Linked DNA regions of Mus musculus: region 2 is linked to region 1. The links are chromatin contacts, called in public Micro-C maps. All regions are on one chromosome and are shown on one strand. Each heading gives the region's core, a stretch centred on a gene start, on an enhancer-like site or on the middle of the called end of the contact. The rest is flanking DNA. Distances are from core to core; before and after follow the strand shown.

Evidence for each region. A called contact is a pair of places that touch in the nucleus more often than the background predicts.
Region 2: a contact with region 1 is called in a Micro-C map of embryonic stem cells, with 3 times the contacts expected there. The contact joins the promoter of Phf21a here to the promoter of Mdk in region 1. A contact is called at or near these places in 6 of 39 promoter capture datasets (cranial neural crest, hippocampal neurons, liver and 3 more), 11 of 484 Hi-C or Micro-C datasets (cerebellar granule neurons, cortical neurons, embryonic stem cells and 3 more), 4 of 115 datasets of contacts at active chromatin or transcription factors (bone marrow-derived macrophages, embryonic forebrain, memory CD8 T cells and 1 more) and 4 of 9 other capture datasets (adipose tissue, liver, macrophages and 1 more).

What each region holds. Positions count from the first base shown.
Region 1 is chr2:91,928,605-91,936,482 of GRCm38.p6, reverse strand. Mdk (midkine) reads left to right here and starts at 4,624. Exons shown (of 5, transcript NM_001012336.2): 1 at 4,624-4,789; 2 at 5,035-5,111; 3 at 5,229-5,387; 4 at 5,504-5,665; 5 at 6,368-6,678. The coding sequence starts at 5,036. The coding sequence ends at 6,393. Dgkz (diacylglycerol kinase zeta) reads left to right here. Exons shown (of 32, transcript NM_001166597.1): 26 at 522-661; 27 at 1,371-1,402; 28 at 1,624-1,667; 29 at 2,197-2,317; 30 at 2,394-2,427; 31 at 2,641-2,740; 32 at 2,958-3,656. The coding sequence ends at 3,074. Gm39876 (a long non-coding RNA gene) reads right to left here and starts at 4,266. Exons shown (of 2, transcript XR_866530.3): 1 at 4,184-4,266; 2 at 1,967-3,846. Chrm4 (cholinergic receptor, muscarinic 4) reads right to left here. Exons shown (of 2, transcript NM_007699.2): 2 at 6,654-7,878. The coding sequence ends at 7,795.
Region 2 is chr2:92,179,194-92,187,071 of GRCm38.p6, reverse strand. Phf21a (PHD finger protein 21A) reads right to left here and starts at 2,890. Exons shown (of 19, transcript NM_001362829.1): 1 at 2,720-2,890.

The DNA of each region.
Region 1 (7,878 bases), core at 3,375-5,874:
GTGGGCAAGCCTCGGGGTTAGGGGCACAAGCCAGGCACGCTCACCACAGCCTATGGCTATAATATACTCACATGCCTGTGGCTGTGGATCACATGTCCCCACCCTCCAGGAATGCACAGGGATGGCGCCAACAGAAAAAGCTGGCATGCCAGAAAAGGCTTTCTAGGTGGGTGGAAGGGAGGGCCTGGAAGTGCATTGCTATCCAGGGAAACAGAAGAAAATAGCCGGGGCTAGATCACCTGTCTTGGCAGTGGGAGGTAGTTGTTGAGCTGGTGAATGCCACACATAGAGGCCAGGGAACCATGGAAAGCAATAATGGAAACTAAGGGGTGGGAAGAGGGGTAACCCACCTCCCTGCTGCCTCCCCTGGGAGTTCTTGGTCTGAGAGAGGCTTCTCTAGGTCTGCTGCCTTGCTTCTGGTCCCCAAACCGCCCCCCGCCACTGGAAACTAAGGGCCGTGTGCCCAGCACGGACGGACGGACGGACGGACCGACCTTCAGTTCTAACCCCCTCCCCGACAGGAGCACCTCAACTATGTGACGGAGATTGCCCAGGACGAGATTTACATCCTAGACCCAGAGCTTCTGGGAGCATCAGCCCGGCCTGACCTCCCCACCCCTACCTCCCCACTCCCTGCTTCCCCCTGCTCCCCTACACCCGGGTGAGTCCCAGAGCCCCAGAGCCCCCCAACCACCTCTCCCCTGGCTTTAAATCCTGTCTGCTGGCTGCAGGCATGGAATTTCCACCAGCAGGAGCACTTAGGAGCACCACACTCTGTCCCTCTGCTATCGTGCCCCCCACCAGCGGGAGCACCCCCCCATTCTACTGTCTCCAGGCCTGAAAGTGCAAGTCCAAACCGGCCACTCCCAGCTCAGAACACCCTCTCTTAGAAGCTCTTCCATTCTGCACCTCCTGGCCTCTCTAAGCCCAGCATTTCCCGTTTGTCACCACAGGGCCTCAGCCCGGGTTCCTTGGGGGGGTCCCAGGCCATCCTCTGGACTTTTGCCCTTATTGTCTCAGACACTCCCCACCTCCATCTTAGCTTGGCTTTTCCCTCTCAGAGGGATCTTTTCCAGGAATGCCACCTGCGGGTTGGAAAGTGTCCACCTCCGCTTGGTCACACTGCCCTGCTGTGTTTAGTGGCACTTCCAGATCCCTTGATCATTGGTTGGCTTGTGTCCGAGCTAGGACATGAACCCCATGAGGCCAGGGTCTCCATCTGTCTGCTCGCTCCCTACTTGTACCCTACAGTGTGTGATACACAGTAGGCATTCAGTACTCTGGAAAAAATGAAGGCCACCATGGTTGGTACCAGGGAAGGAGGCCAGCTGAGCTGAGCTGGGTCACATCTCACCCTGTTCTGTTCACAGGTCAATGCAGGGGGACACTGCACTGCCCCAAGGTGAGGCCTCTTCCCCTAAAGCCCTGCTGCTTTCCCTGGTCATATGTGGGAGGCTCAGTGGGGGGTCAGGGTTCACTATAGCTCACACGCATAGCCATTGAGTCCCGTGGGATCGCTTTCCTGCACAAGCCCAGCCTTTGACATACACGCCCCACATTGTTCACACATCAACCCATGTTCAGCCTCTGACCTCAGGGTTGATGGGCAGCTCTTCTGTGCAGGTGAAGAACTGATTGAAGCAGCCAAGAGGAATGACTGCTGCAAGGTACTACTAGTCAAAGCTTGGCCTTGCCTCTGGAGGCCCTCACCCAGGGAGGGATTGGGCCCTTGTCATCTGTCATCAGCTGGTCCTCTATGGTGCTGCCCTGTCTAGGTGGCTTCCGACTAGGGACTACTTAATACAGTTTGCCTGTCCCCTGTCCCTTGTACTTGGAAGGGGGTCGGTCTTAAAGGAACTATGGGCTCTCTGGCTTGGTTGGCTGTGCATTTGGGGGAGTCCCTCATTCATAGGATGACAAGACTTATGCCTCTAATGACTCCAAAAACACCCTCAGAAGCCAGGTGTGGGGGCGCACACGTTTAATCCAGCACTTAGGAGGCAGAAGCAGTAGGGTCCCTGTGAGTTTGAGGCTAACCTTGTCTACCTAGTTGAGGACAGTCAAGACTACAGAAAAAGACCAAAAAACCAAAGCCTCAGAAGTGCCTAAGGAGTAACTTAAGTGAGCCTGTGCCTGGGTCCATGCCTGTGAAGGGTGGGTGATCCAGCCCTGCTCTACCCTGCCCACTGCCCTTAGCTCCAGGAGCTACACCGAGCAGGAGGTGACCTCATGCACCGTGACCAGAAGAGCCGCACGCTCTTGCACCACGCGGTCAGCACTGGCAGTAAGGAAGTGGTCCGCTATCTGCTGGATCATGGTAAGCTGCGTTGCTGGGGCTGGGAGGGAGAAAGGGGGAGCCAGGCTCTTAGCATCCCCTTTCCTTTTATCTGCAGCACCTCCAGAGATCCTTGATGCTGTGGAGGAGAAGTGAGTATCTGAGACACAGGCCCCTGGTTCACCAGAAAACCACCTTCCTTCAGGTCTAACCATTTGGTCACCCAGAGCCCAAGAACCCTTTGTGGCTAGCACTGAGCACCCTTCCCCCTCTTGCCAAACTCCTGCCCTTTCTAATGGCTGTTGGGAGACTGCTGGGCAGGCCTAGAGAACTGCAAGTGTCTACAACCAGCCCCTGTTCCCCAGTGGGGAGACCTGTCTACACCAGGCAGCCGCCCTGGGTCAGCGCACCATCTGCCACTACATTGTGGAAGCCGGGGCCTCCCTCATGAAGACAGATCTGCAGGTGAGTTGCCTGGCAGAGCACAAACTCACCCTTTCCCAGACTTGGGGGCAGGGCTAGGGAATTTCAAGCTCTTCTGAGCCAACACAGTCCAGGCCCTGAGAAACCTGAGCCAGCAGGGGGAAAGCTTGTGACCTCTGAGGATACCCTCCCCCTCTGGCTCCGTAGAAGAACCCCTGCCCTTTCCTAAGGCCTTGGGGGCCCTTCCACCCTTTTCCAGGGCGACACTCCCCGGCAGCGCGCTGAGAAGGCTCAAGACACAGAGCTCGCTGCCTACCTGGAGAACAGACAGCATTACCAGATGATCCAGCGTGAGGACCAGGAGACAGCTGTGTAGTTAAGGGGACCATGGATCAACAAGGGACACTACCAGAGGACTCTCCTTGCCCATCTCACTGCCACATTCCTGTCAGATGGCTATGGGGGGACCCTGCCACAGGGAAGGAGCCCCGTGCCACCCCCTGAGAAGCTGTTCAGATCTAGGGCTGGACTCTAAGGAGCTGGACTCTCACCTGTCCCTGGTTTCATGGGGAACAGGAAACAGGCTGGGCTGGCTGGTTCCCTCCCTTCAGGGCAGCCTCCAGCTCACCACAGCAGATGGAAGGGCTGGACAGAGCTCAGCATCGATGTCAGGGAGGCCTGCACTCAGCAGGACTTTCAAAAGCCACCTGATCCTTTGGGCTCTCTGGAGGGTTCTGGGTACCTAACCCTCCTCTCTGATCCACCCACCCTGGGCATCCCAGAAACTCAAGAGCCTGCTGTATTCACTTGCCCGCTGCCCTGCTTGGCACCTACCCTGGTCTTCCTCCTCATGTATCCAGCCATTTCATTTCGGACTGTATGGCCTGGGGTGGGGGGTGGGGCTCCCACGGTGACTTGTTTACAGCTGGGTGTGACTCAGTAAAGTGAATTTTTTTTCCTTTCTTGTTTTCTTTTTTTCTTGTTGTGGGGGACTCACATGAGCAATGGTGTGTGCTGGGTAATCCTTGGGGTCGGGGAAATGGCCACCAACATCTCAGATCACTTCGGGAGATGGGTCTGCCCCGATCCTGACCTCTGCCTAGGGCCTTAGGCTCACAGCGCCTGGGGCGGAGCTGATTTTCCCGCTCCTGCAGGGATGATAACAATGAAAGTAAAAGAGGTGGGGCGGGGGCCAGGCTTGGGTTCTTTGGTCTTTTGGCCCTGTGCCCTGGAGCAGTCCCCTCCCCCTGGCTTGTACTGGGGGGGGGGGGGGGGATCTGCTTGAGGTGAGCCTGAGGCCCCAGGGTCAGGGGTGGGCGGTTATCACCTCCGGGGGAAGCCCGGTCTGGAACTTCTCAGACAGCTCTTGTCAGCGACAAGATTTACCAAACTCATTTCTATGTGCTTCCCCATCCCCCCCAACGCCCTTCCCTCCTCCTCCTCCCCCAAACCTGCACTAGAAAAAGGCTCTCGAGCCTTGCTCACCCGGAGCCATCTGAGGTCCCAGGTACCCAGCTCCCTGCCACATCAGAGACCCTTCTTGCACTCTGAGTGAACTGATTAAAAAAAAAAAAAAAAAAAAAAAACCAAGCCGGAGGTGAGCCGGGCCTCGAAGGGAAGGTTCGCGGGTGCGGTGGCCGCCCCGAGCCTGTGACACCAGGACATACTCCCGGGGCCCGCGGTGGGCAAGCGAAGTGGTGACCTGAGAGCTGACAGGCTGCGAGAGGGAAAAGTATAGACAGGCCTAGACCAGGGGAAGGGGAGGGGATAGAGAGCTGGGCCTGCTACGAGGGGACCTGAGCCAGAAGCGCACTGGTAAAACCGAACTCCAGGACCAGAGACCCAGAGATCAGAGGTGAGAGGCACAGACGCGGGAGTCCCGGCTCGGCGAGGGGCGGGAGTGGAGGCGGGGACTAGGGGGGTCTGGGGAGGTGCGGGTTTGGGGGGAGGGGGCGGGTCCTTCCACGGGATGGGGGGAGGGGCGGGGGCCCATGTGACCGGCTCAGACCGGTTCTGGAGACAAAAGGGGCCTTAGCGGCCTTAGCGGGACAGGCCGGAGCGGGAGGGAGCGAAGCATCGAGCAGTGAGCGAGTGAGCGCACGCAGTGGCTGTGGCCCCAGTCCCTTCAGGCGGCTGCTCTGCCACCAAGGGGGCTGAGGTGGGGGTGGGGGTACGCTGAGACATCGGTTCCAAGTCCTCCCTCCGTCTCCCCCTTGTCGGTCCGACGTTTTGGGCCTGGAAAGTGGGACAAGTCAGTCAAGGGTGGGAGGTCCTTCCCGCGGTTCCTAGCGGAGAAGAGACTAGGCGAGAAACTCTAACCCAGGTTTTACCCCTAGGATGCAGCACCGAGGCTTCTTCCTTCTCGCCCTTCTTGCCCTCTTGGTGGTCACGTCCGCGGTGGCCAAAAAAAAAGGTGATGGGATAGGATGGGCTCAGGAGTAAAAGCTGGGGTGGGCAGGTGAGGCAGGCCGTGTGACCAAGTGCTGGTCCGGCACGCCATGTCCTTAACTTTGTTCCTTGCGCCCTGTAGAGAAGGTGAAGAAGGGCAGCGAGTGTTCGGAGTGGACCTGGGGGCCCTGCACCCCCAGCAGCAAGGACTGCGGCATGGGCTTCCGCGAGGGTACCTGTGGGGCCCAGACCCAGCGCGTCCATTGCAAGGTGCCCTGCAACTGGAAGAAGGAATTTGGAGGTGAGGTGGCGCGCGGGAGGAGGGCGGGAAGCCAGAGGGTATGTCCTTATAAACCGGAGGCAGGGAGGACATCCACAACCCTCCTGTCTCTCACCGTGGGGCCACTCTCCCATCAGCCGACTGCAAATACAAGTTTGAGAGCTGGGGGGCGTGTGATGGGAGCACTGGCACCAAAGCCCGCCAAGGGACCCTGAAGAAGGCGCGGTACAATGCCCAGTGCCAGGAGACCATCCGCGTGACTAAGCCCTGCACCTCCAAGACCAAGTCAAAGACCAAAGGTCAGCGAATATGGTGGGGTTGTGGGCCAGGCTACTCCATGCTCTGTCTCTGCAGAGCAGTCTTAAAGTTAGGAATGGGCAGGCACTTGAGGGCCACTCTCAGGAGATGCTAAACCCTCTGCCCAAGTAGGAACTACTCTTTCTGTTGGATCATCCGACCTGGGTTCCTGGGAAAGGCTTGTCTTTGTCAACTGAGGAAGGTGGGGTGGGATCAGGGAGGAGTTAACTCTGCGCTTAAAACTATGGAAAGGCTGTCCCAAAGGTACATGCTGCTACCTGACTCCCAACAGCTATTGAGGCCAGCAGGGCAGAGGTGACTCTGCCCATTTCCCCGGTGAGGAACTTGGAGTACTCTGATCCTAGATGAAAATAGAAAGTTGAAAGTCAGGCTTGGTAGCTCGTGCCTGTAAAAAGCGGCACTTCAGGACTGAGGCAGTAACACTGCCTTGAGTTCAAGGTTACAGACTGAGAGACTTGAGAGTCTGTCTTTAAAGGGGGGGGGGGGGCGCGAGGGTTAAAAAGTTGAACGAATAAAGAAAGGTTTCATATCACATGGCTGCCCTTTCCCACCACTTCCAGGTGAACTGGTCAGTCACCACTAGGGGGCAGGATTTTCTCTCCTTGATGGACATGTCTGCGTTGTCTGGTGAGTCCGAGCTAGGTCACCCACCGCACTAATGCATCTCCGTTATTGTTTTCCAGCCAAGAAAGGAAAAGGAAAGGACTAAGTCAGGAGGCCAGAGAGCCTCCGGCCTCGCCTGGAGCCTGAACGGAGCCCTCCTCTCCCACAGGCCCAAGATATAACCCACCAGTGCCTTTTGTCTTCCTGTCAGCTCTGTCAATCACGCCTGTCCTCTCACGCCCACACCAAGTGCCCAAAGTGGGGAGGGACAAGAGATTCTGGAAAGTGAGCCTCCCCATACCCTCTTTTGTTCTCCCCACCCTGATACTTGTTATTAAGAAATGAATAAAATAAACTCACTTTTTTCCAATAAAAGCTTCTTTTTTAATATATAAAAGCCCCTTCCCAGTTTGCCATGGAGCTCTGTCGGAGGTGGGAAGATGGGGAAAGATGGACTGAGGGGAGCTGAGGGCTATGAAGGAAGTGCTCCCTACAGCTCGTGGAAAAAGAGCAGAACATTTACAAAAAAAAAAAAAAAAAAAAAAAAAGTCTCCCAGGGACCCACAGGGCTGGGGTTAGGGAAGGGGACCTAGGTGACTCACTTGAACTCTGTCCCAGCTCATCAAGAGTTTCTGGTCCAGGCTACTGCAAGTCTGGAATTTTCTCATTGGGGATCCATGAGGGTGCTTGCTTGTGTCATTCGCCACTGTGGGCTGTATGGATCACCAAGTTCCCCACCATCACCTTTCCCTCCTTGGACCCATACCTCCCTCCGCTCAGAGGTAGAGAGGAACACTGCCCACTGCTGTTCATTTGATGTGTGACCTGGGGGGGGGGGTTCTTGACAATTTGACAATAAGATCCACCATTAATTGATTCAGTCCCCTGGAGTCTGTATCTCGGCTTAGCATGGCCTCCCAGTTGCCCTGTCCAGATGACTGCTGGCCAGGGGAGTGCCAAAGGGCTTGGCTTCCCATCCAGAGCCTGGCTGAGCAACAGTGGCAGGGAAGTCCCTCACCTTGGAGTGGGACTTGGGGGCAGGGGAAGGGCTGAGCCTACATGCAAGGGAGAGGAGGGCGCAGGAAGGCGGAAAGCACCGATTACAGCATAACGGGGGACCCCACCCTTGCAAGCCTGGCTCCTTTTGCTCCTCTCAAGATGCTCCCAAGTTCTGCTCTATTCATCCACCTCCACCGATGGTTGGCCTTGATAGAGCCACTGCCCACTCCAGCCATCGTCCCCCATCTTCCTGAGGCAAGGTAAAAGATATGGGCCAGGTGGTGCCAGTTCAGACCGTCCCTGGGCCGAGCCTCCTAGGCTTCAGTAGAGATCTGCTCTCCCATCCCAGCGAAGAGCCTCTTGTACCTCACGGTGTCTGGGAGACCTGTTCTCTTCAGCAGATGCGAACTCAGAGTGGGGCCGCCTACTCTCTCCTCCACAGCCGGTGAGCCATGTGGTTCCCCGGTACACACTCTTGACACCAGCACCTCCTAAGGCACCTGCCCGTCTACCTGGCTGTGCCGATGTTCCGATACTGGCACAGCAAAAGGTGCCGGAAGGTCTTTTTGAAAGTGGCATTGCAGAGTGCATA
Region 2 (7,878 bases), core at 1,641-4,140, 250 kb before region 1:
AAGTGTGACCACCATAAACCTTTGTGAGCTGTCCAAAAACTTAAGTTAAAAATGGCTCCAATAGTACATAAGGAAAAAAAAAAAAACTTTCTATAATAGGCAACCCAGCAATGTCAGTCAAAATGTACATATTGAGTTTCCAAAATCAAAAGTCTCAAGAAAGAGAAAAGCCCTGAAATAGTTTGAACATGTTAGTCAAATGTGTGTGTGGTGAGGATTTCCTGCACTGTTGCTACGTCCTTCCCTCAAGGATAGCTGTACACATATGAAGTGCTGAGTACTGAAATTCTTAATAAACATGAGCATTACCACATTCAAAAAATTCCTCTTTGCCACTAAAACATGCCCTGAGATTTTAAAATGTATTCTTAGACATTTAAAATGGCCCTCGGTAAGCTAATGTTAAGCTCACAACAGATTCCATATATAAGTGAAGACAGAAGAAAATAGCAAGGAACTTACCGAAATTAAAATAAGTAACAGTATTCCCAGGGAAAAATCAGTAATTCTTTCCTACAAGGCTGTAAACCAAGTAGATGGTAAAACTTTGAGGGGGTGGGGGGGGGCTAACCTTCAAAGACCAATAGAAATGCTGACCTATTTATTTCTACTGCCCAAATGTGAGCAAACATGAAATGTAAACAAGCATCATAAATACTTTTCTGAAAAGTGGCCCTCCACTTCTTAGCCTCAATATCAGCCTCCTGAGCAGGCCTGCCTTCAGTAAAACTACAGATGATGGTGACGGCCTCTCTAAAAGGTGATACCCACCCTCTCCGTGCCCCCAAAGAGCCACCAGAAAGAATGCCTGCCAAAAGGCTCCCTGGAGTACAGGACAACTTTAAAGAAAAAAGGGAGGAAAAACAACAACCAAAAACCTTCAACCAGCCCAAATGAATCTGATTCTAACACTCAGCTATCAATTATTAATAAATAAATGCCCTTCCCTCTCTAACTTCCTCAGCTCAAGACTCTACATTCCTGATTATCTACCATTAAGAAAAAGCATAACGAGCATCCCAGCCATGGGATAAAATCTTAGAAGTCCAAAAACACAGCCATAAAGTTCACTGTCAAGGCCAGTGCTGAGGCCCACACATGCCGAGACCTTAAAATCACATTTGTGATTCTAGAAATCCATACTCCCGGAAACATCATTTAAAAACAACACAATGTGGACGTGCAGAGGGAGATCCTCTACTTCAAGACCTAAACAAAGAATATTTCAACATATGACCGGAATATGATGACACCGAATTCACCCACGAAAACAAAACCTGTCTACCACTAGCCGTCGTACCCTCATCTCAACAACTCAACTACTTAGAAATCACTCCCGGCACATCTACACCCCACAATCGGCATGTGGCCTCCTCCCGGGGTGCAAGCCACAAGACAAAGTTGAAAGGAGACCTCTCTCGCCCGGTGCCCCAGTGTCCACATCAAACCCCTCCCCTGCCAGGGCCACCTTGCAGCTACCCACCATTGCGAGCGTGGTCAAGGGAGGAAGAGGAGGTAGGAAAAAAAAGAGAGCGAGCGAAGAGAGAGAGAGAAAGAAATCCTAACAGCACCGCTCAGCAGAATAAAGAGAGCAGAGAGAGGATGACGAGAAGTGTTGGGAACTGCGTGCACCGCGGGGCTGGACCAAACGGAAAGAGTCCCACTCCGCGCGCCCCTCCCCCCGCGGCCCGGGGGGGAGGGGCGGCCGCGGCCCCTCTCTGAGGGGCCTGCGAGTCCCCGGCCCGCGCGGGGTCCCGGGGCGGCCGGCCGGCGGCGACGGCGGGAGGGCCGCCCCAGGGTGAGGGGTGCAGGCGGACTCCTCGGAATAACAAGTTGCAGAAGAAGAAGAATAAGCGGAATTTCCCCAACGCTGCTCCGGCCACCCAAGACAAATGCACCAACACACACTCACTCACACACACTCGGGCCCGGCAGCGTCAGCAGCCGCAGCTTTTTTTTTTTTTTTTTAAACCAGATCTCTCAGTCACCAAACAAGATGGTTTTCCCAAAAAAATATTTTTTAAAATTAAATAACCATAATAAAAACTTCCCCCCGACAGCATCCCAGGGGGTGGGGGTGGGGAAGGGGCCCAGGCGGCCATCCCCTGGCCGCAGGCACTCGCGGGGGGCGGCCTCGGCCCGCGCCCCCCGCCCCTGCGGCCCCCCAGCCCGACCCCCCACGGGGACTCTGTGTCGCCCCCTCGCCGCCACCCCCGACGCGCCGCCCCTGTCACCCGCTCTGGCCCTGTACTCAGCGCCCAGGCTCCCGAGGCTGCTCATAAACTTACTTCCAATCTATCCTAGGGAGGGGTGGAGGGCAGAGGGGAGGAAGGGGGGAGACGAGGTATTCCCATTGTCTTTTTTTTTTTCCTGGAGGGGGGGGGGAGAGGAATAGGAAAAGGGCACGCAGGGGGGCGCCCCGAAGGGGAAGTTATTGCTGAAATCTCAAGTTGACTGAGGGGTCCTGACAAGAACACCCCCTTTCCCTCCTCCCTCCCACACACCCCTCCCCTCCCCCTACCTCCCCCCCACAACAAACTCCAAGCAAGCAGCCCCTGCTCCTTCCCAGAGACAAACACCAGAGACAAGACAGAGGGAGAGAGGGAGGGGGGGAAGGGGGAGGGAGGAGAAATAGAGCTACTCAAGAAAAAAAGAGAGAGAGAGAGAGAGAGAGAGAGAGTGAGGAAAAGAGAGAATGGAAAAAGCTGGGATACTGCACCCTCCTGCTGCTGGCTGGCTGTCCCCCCTGGCAGCTGGAGGCAGGAACTCTGAGCAGGAGAAGCAGGAGGAGGAGGAGGAGGGAACTCTTCTTCATGGGGAGGGAGGGAAGAGGCTGGAGCTGCCGCTGCTGCTTCTGCTGCTGCTGCTCTGGGCCTCTCGCACTTTTTAGATATTAGTGTGTTAAGATGGTAGGTTGTTCCCTTCTCCCTCCTCCTCCTCCTCTCCTCTCTCTCACTCACTCACACTCTCTCTCTTTCTCTCTCTCTCTCTCTCTCTCTCTCTCTGGGCTGTTTCTTTCCTCCTCTTCCCCAGGCAAGGGGGGGTGGGGAGGAGGGGGTGGGGGGGAGGAACTGGAGCCTCCTCCTCCTCCAGGAGAGACACACACAGGCCCCGGGCCGGAATGGGGAGGGAGGAATCAGAGCAGCAGGAGAGAAACTGTGGGAGACAAACAAGCCCAACTCTTCATCCTCCTCCTCCTCCTCTCAGCAGCAGCAGCGAGCACCACCAGCCCATTCACCACCCGGCCCCGGGCCGCAGCACCTCCGCCGCCTCAGCCCGGGGATCCCTCCGCCCAGGCCCAGACACACTCGCCCGCGCGGGAGCCCGCCGCGCGGCCCCGCCGGCCCGCCGCCGCCGCCGTGCGCGCCCCCGCCGCTCCCGAGAGCCGGGCGAGAGGGACTGGAGCTGGGGAAGCGGGGACGAGGGAAGAGCGGGCGGGCGGGCGGGGGGCCGGGCGGAGCTGGACCGCGACGGTCCCGGGCCGCCCCGCGCCCCTGCGTGCGAGCCCGTCGCTCGCGGGAGGCGCCGGGGACCCCCACGGGGGCACGGGGCGGCGGCGGGGGCCCGCGGCGGCGCTCGGGCGGGCGGACTACTTGACGTGTCGGTGCGGCGAATTTATTTCACTTTGCCTAAGGAACGGGGTGTGCTGCGGCACCCATTGCCTAGGGAAAAAACCCGGATGTAAAGTGAGTGAAACTAAACTAGAGTGAAGTAGGGCAGCAGCAGCCAAACTCCGGTGCAGCGGCGGCGGCGGCGCTGGGGCCGAGCGGCCGCCAAACTCCCGGCCCGCCGCCGCGTCGCAGCCCCGGCCAGGCCCGAGCCCCGGTCCCCTCCCGCCGTTGAGAGCTGCTGGGGGGCTCCCGAGCAACCCCAACTCCCTCCAGTGCAACAGCAGTTTGCAGGGGTGGGGGTGGAAAGGAGGCAGGAGCGAGGAGGAAGCACTGCAATGGGGGAGCGAGTGGTCCAGGCAACAGGAGAAGATGCAAGCTCAAGTCGAATGCAACATGCAATCCCCGGCCACCCCGCCCCCTTTGCAAATAACTACCCTTGAACCACTTTATTAGCCGTGCCGAGTCCCACTCTAGCTCCGGGGAGGGGCGGGGGACGGGGTCCTTCGCTCACCTTTATTTATTGCTGCTTTCTGCCCCCCTCTCCATGTTTTTTATTCCTAAGTTCTTTTGTTCTAAGGGGGATGATGGCATTTACTTTTCTGCTTTGTGTAGCAGGGCAATCACTGGGAATCGGCCACGTATAATCCGGCGGTTTGTCATATTTTATTAGTGAAAGTATTTTATGCCTAGTCCACCTCCAAGGACTGTAACATGGAGAACTGCAGGGGCGGGGGTTGGGGGGGACGACATCAGAAGAATTCTTGTTTTCAGAGATTTCTTGGCTGAGCGGGGAGGGCCTTTTTTTTTTTTTTTTAATCATTGAGGAGGTTCATTTAAATTATTAAATCGATAGTTTTCAACTTGAAGCTTAATGCTCTTGCACGGGTGAATTGTTGGGTTATAAAATAACCCCCAACCACAATTTTTTTTAAAAGTAAAAAAAAAAAAAAAATCTTAGCTCTTAAAAAAAAAAATCCCATCTGGACAGTGATCTCTGTTCTGAGCTGCACGCTGGACTTAACGTAGTGTTAGCCTTCCTATGTTAAATAACAATAAACCTCAACCTCAACGGAATACAAATGGGGGCTGGGGGTGGTTTTGTTTTTAAGGCTCAGCACTTTTGTAGCATCTGCCACTACGCATTTTCCAGGCATTGATTAACCATGCAACTCCCATAGGCATGAAGTCCAGTTTTTGCAGATAAAGAGCAACAGTAGTAAGATGATTTGCCCAAAGTCAAAGGGAGTCGCTGGCAAGACCAGGGAGAGCCTTAGACTTGATTTGTTACTAGTCACGTCTTTTCCATTAAATAATATTTTCTCCAGGAAATAGTATTTAAAAATAAGCGCACAGTCTTTATCTTACCAGAGGGGCTTTGAGATCACTGGATATGAAGAGGTTTTCTTCTGTGAACTGCAAATTTTAAATTTAGCTTCTCAAGAGAAGGCATTTTTTTTTAAATTCTGATTTCTTAAAAGTAAAAAAAGTGAACTTTATTTTCGTGTATAGGCCATTTAGTAGTAGTTTTAGGTTAAAAAGAATTCACAGCAGAAAGTGTAAGAGTTTGAGAGTAAAACCTGAAAGTCCCTATTAATGATTCAGGAAGCCTGGATGAACTCATACTATGAAATAGCTCAACCTGTACGGCAGTGAGGATAAATAACAGGAGGAGAGTTGGCGCTAAGATTTCAGCACTAGGGGTAACCGATGTATTTAAGATGGGCACGGGGCTCAAACTGTAGTAGTGCACCATTGTAACAGTAATCTAAGGTGTCATTTCAAATCATTCCAAGATGGCAACATTGTTTTTTTCCAGAGGAAAGTGGCCTTAGTGTTCTTTTTGGGAGGAAAAAAAAAGTGTGTATGCACTGGGAGGTTAGAGAGTAGTCATGTTCAACTTGGGTGTAGATGTGTAAGTCCTTACAGAGCAGATCAGCAAACATTTTCTGTAAAAGCCCAGATTGTAAATATCTTAGATTTTAAGTAGGTAAGCCAACCAACAATTTGTTACCTCTTGTTGCTCTAACAAAATCCTTTGCAGACTACATGTAAACAAGTGTGTCTGAATAAGTGTTCTAATAAAGTTTTATTTTACATATTGTCATTTTTAATTGCATATGCTTTTCACGCTATAAAATGTGTTTTGTTTTATTTTCAACTTTTAAAAAAAAATTCACTTCAGCTTTTTCAGCATGAAACCAAGTCCCGGGAGGATGAGGTGTAGCGGGAGGATAGGGTGTAAAACTGTCCTTTGCTCATGCCTCTTCGTGAGGGTTCAGGTTGATAGTCACTGAACATCCAGTATTTGTACGTACAGCCATTAGAAATCAGAATTGTGTCAGGGCTGTGGTGGCGCACACCTTTAATCCTAGCATTAGGGAGGCAGAGGCAGGTTGATTCCTGAGTTCGAGGCTAGCCTGGTATACAGAGTGAGTTCCAGGAGAGCCAGGGCTACACAGAGAAACTTTGTCTCGGAGGGGGGGCGGGGGAGGGGGGGGGAAGGGGACAGAAAAAGAAAAAAGAAATCAGGCCAGCCGGTGGTGGCGGTGGCTCACTACTTTAATCCCAGCACTTGGGAGGCAGAGGCAGGCAGATTAATGAGTTCAAGGCCGGCCTGGTCTACAGAGTGAGTTCCAGGACAGCCAGGGCTACACAGAGAAACCCTGTCTCAAAAAAAAAAAAGAAAGAAAGAAATCAGAATTGTAAAATACCAGATATTTACATTAATTTCTTTTTTCTTGGTGGTGGTTTGGATTCTGGGTTTGGGATTATAGTTGTTTTGGTTTTTGTTTTGTTTTTTGAGGTTTGTTTGTTTTGGTTTTCGAGACAGGGTTTCTCTGTATAGCCCTGGCTGTCCTGGAACTCACTCTGTAGACCAGGCCGGCCTTGAACTCAGAAATCGGCCTGCCTCTGCCTCCCAAGTGCTGGGATTAAAGGTGTGCGCCACCACGTCTGGCTTGTTTGGTTTTTGAGGCAAGGCATTATGCTGTAGTGCAGGCTGGTTTAAAACTTATTCTGTTACCCAGATTGGCCTTCAACTTGCAGTAATCCACCTGCCTCAGACACCTGAGTGTTAGAATTACAGATATGAGTCACCACTCCTGGTTCTACCATTACTGTGTAATGTCTAACATTCTTGAGGCTCTCGATATTTATGGAAAAGAACATTCTACCTTGTGATTCTTTGACAGGCAATCTTTTCCATTTTATACTAAGAGAGTAAAGTATAAAGGGATGTCTAAACCTGCAGTCTGGTACCTAAGAACTTAATTCTCTTTTCAGCTAAGCTACTTTAGGCAAGTTACATCACTTCTCATCACCTCTGTAGTCCCAGTGTGTACCCTGAAGATGTTGTGTCTGGGCTTGTAAGAATATCATGTTTAGCATGCTTGAGGCACTGGGCTCAATCCCCAGCACTCACATAATGGTGAGCCAGATATCCCAAAGCTGTTAGAAAGATTGAATGGGGCTGGGGAGGACCTGAGGAAGCAGAAACAGGCTGGTCTCTGAATTCAAGGCCAGCCTGGTCTAAATAGCACCTTCCAAACTAGCCAGGGCAATATAGTCTCAGAGAAGAAAAGGAAGAAAAGCAAAGCAAAAGAGAAGATGGTTAATTGAGATACTTCCCTACAGTGCTTCACGCAGTGCTTGGGAGGAAAGATGGCATAAGACATCTTTCCTTGTGCGCTAACGTTCATTTTCTGCATAACTTGAGGTGAGCATGTGGTGTCAGCTCACCATGACAGTGCAATAAAAGTTCAGAGTGTCTCTGGTCGATTCCAGTTAGTAAGGTACAGAGGTAAATTTGAATAGGGCTCTCATTCTGTAACACGAATCTTCGTATGCCTGCCATGGGGCACTTTGGCATACCCTGGCTGTGTAACCATAGACAAAACACTTTAGCTCTCAGAACCTTGGTGTTCCATACATGATACACTTATAGAGTTGATGTAAGGGCTGAGATCATACATGCTAAAGAGAAGCAACAAGTGCTCTCAAAAGTCTCTGGGAGAAGCTGAAGATGTAGTCTACTATCAAAAGCTCCTTTGAACTAAGTCATACCACCTTTCAGAAATGAGCTGCGGGCCGGGCTGGGAGGCTTTACCTGGTATTGAGTCCTTGCCTCATGAGTGAAGTTCTAACAGCACACACAATAAAAGCGTTAATGATACTGATGGTCGTACCCGGTCCCTCACTACCTAATTATCCCCTAGAAGTGTTGATTTCATCCAGACTTGGTGGCTCAGGCTTGTTACCACAACTCCTC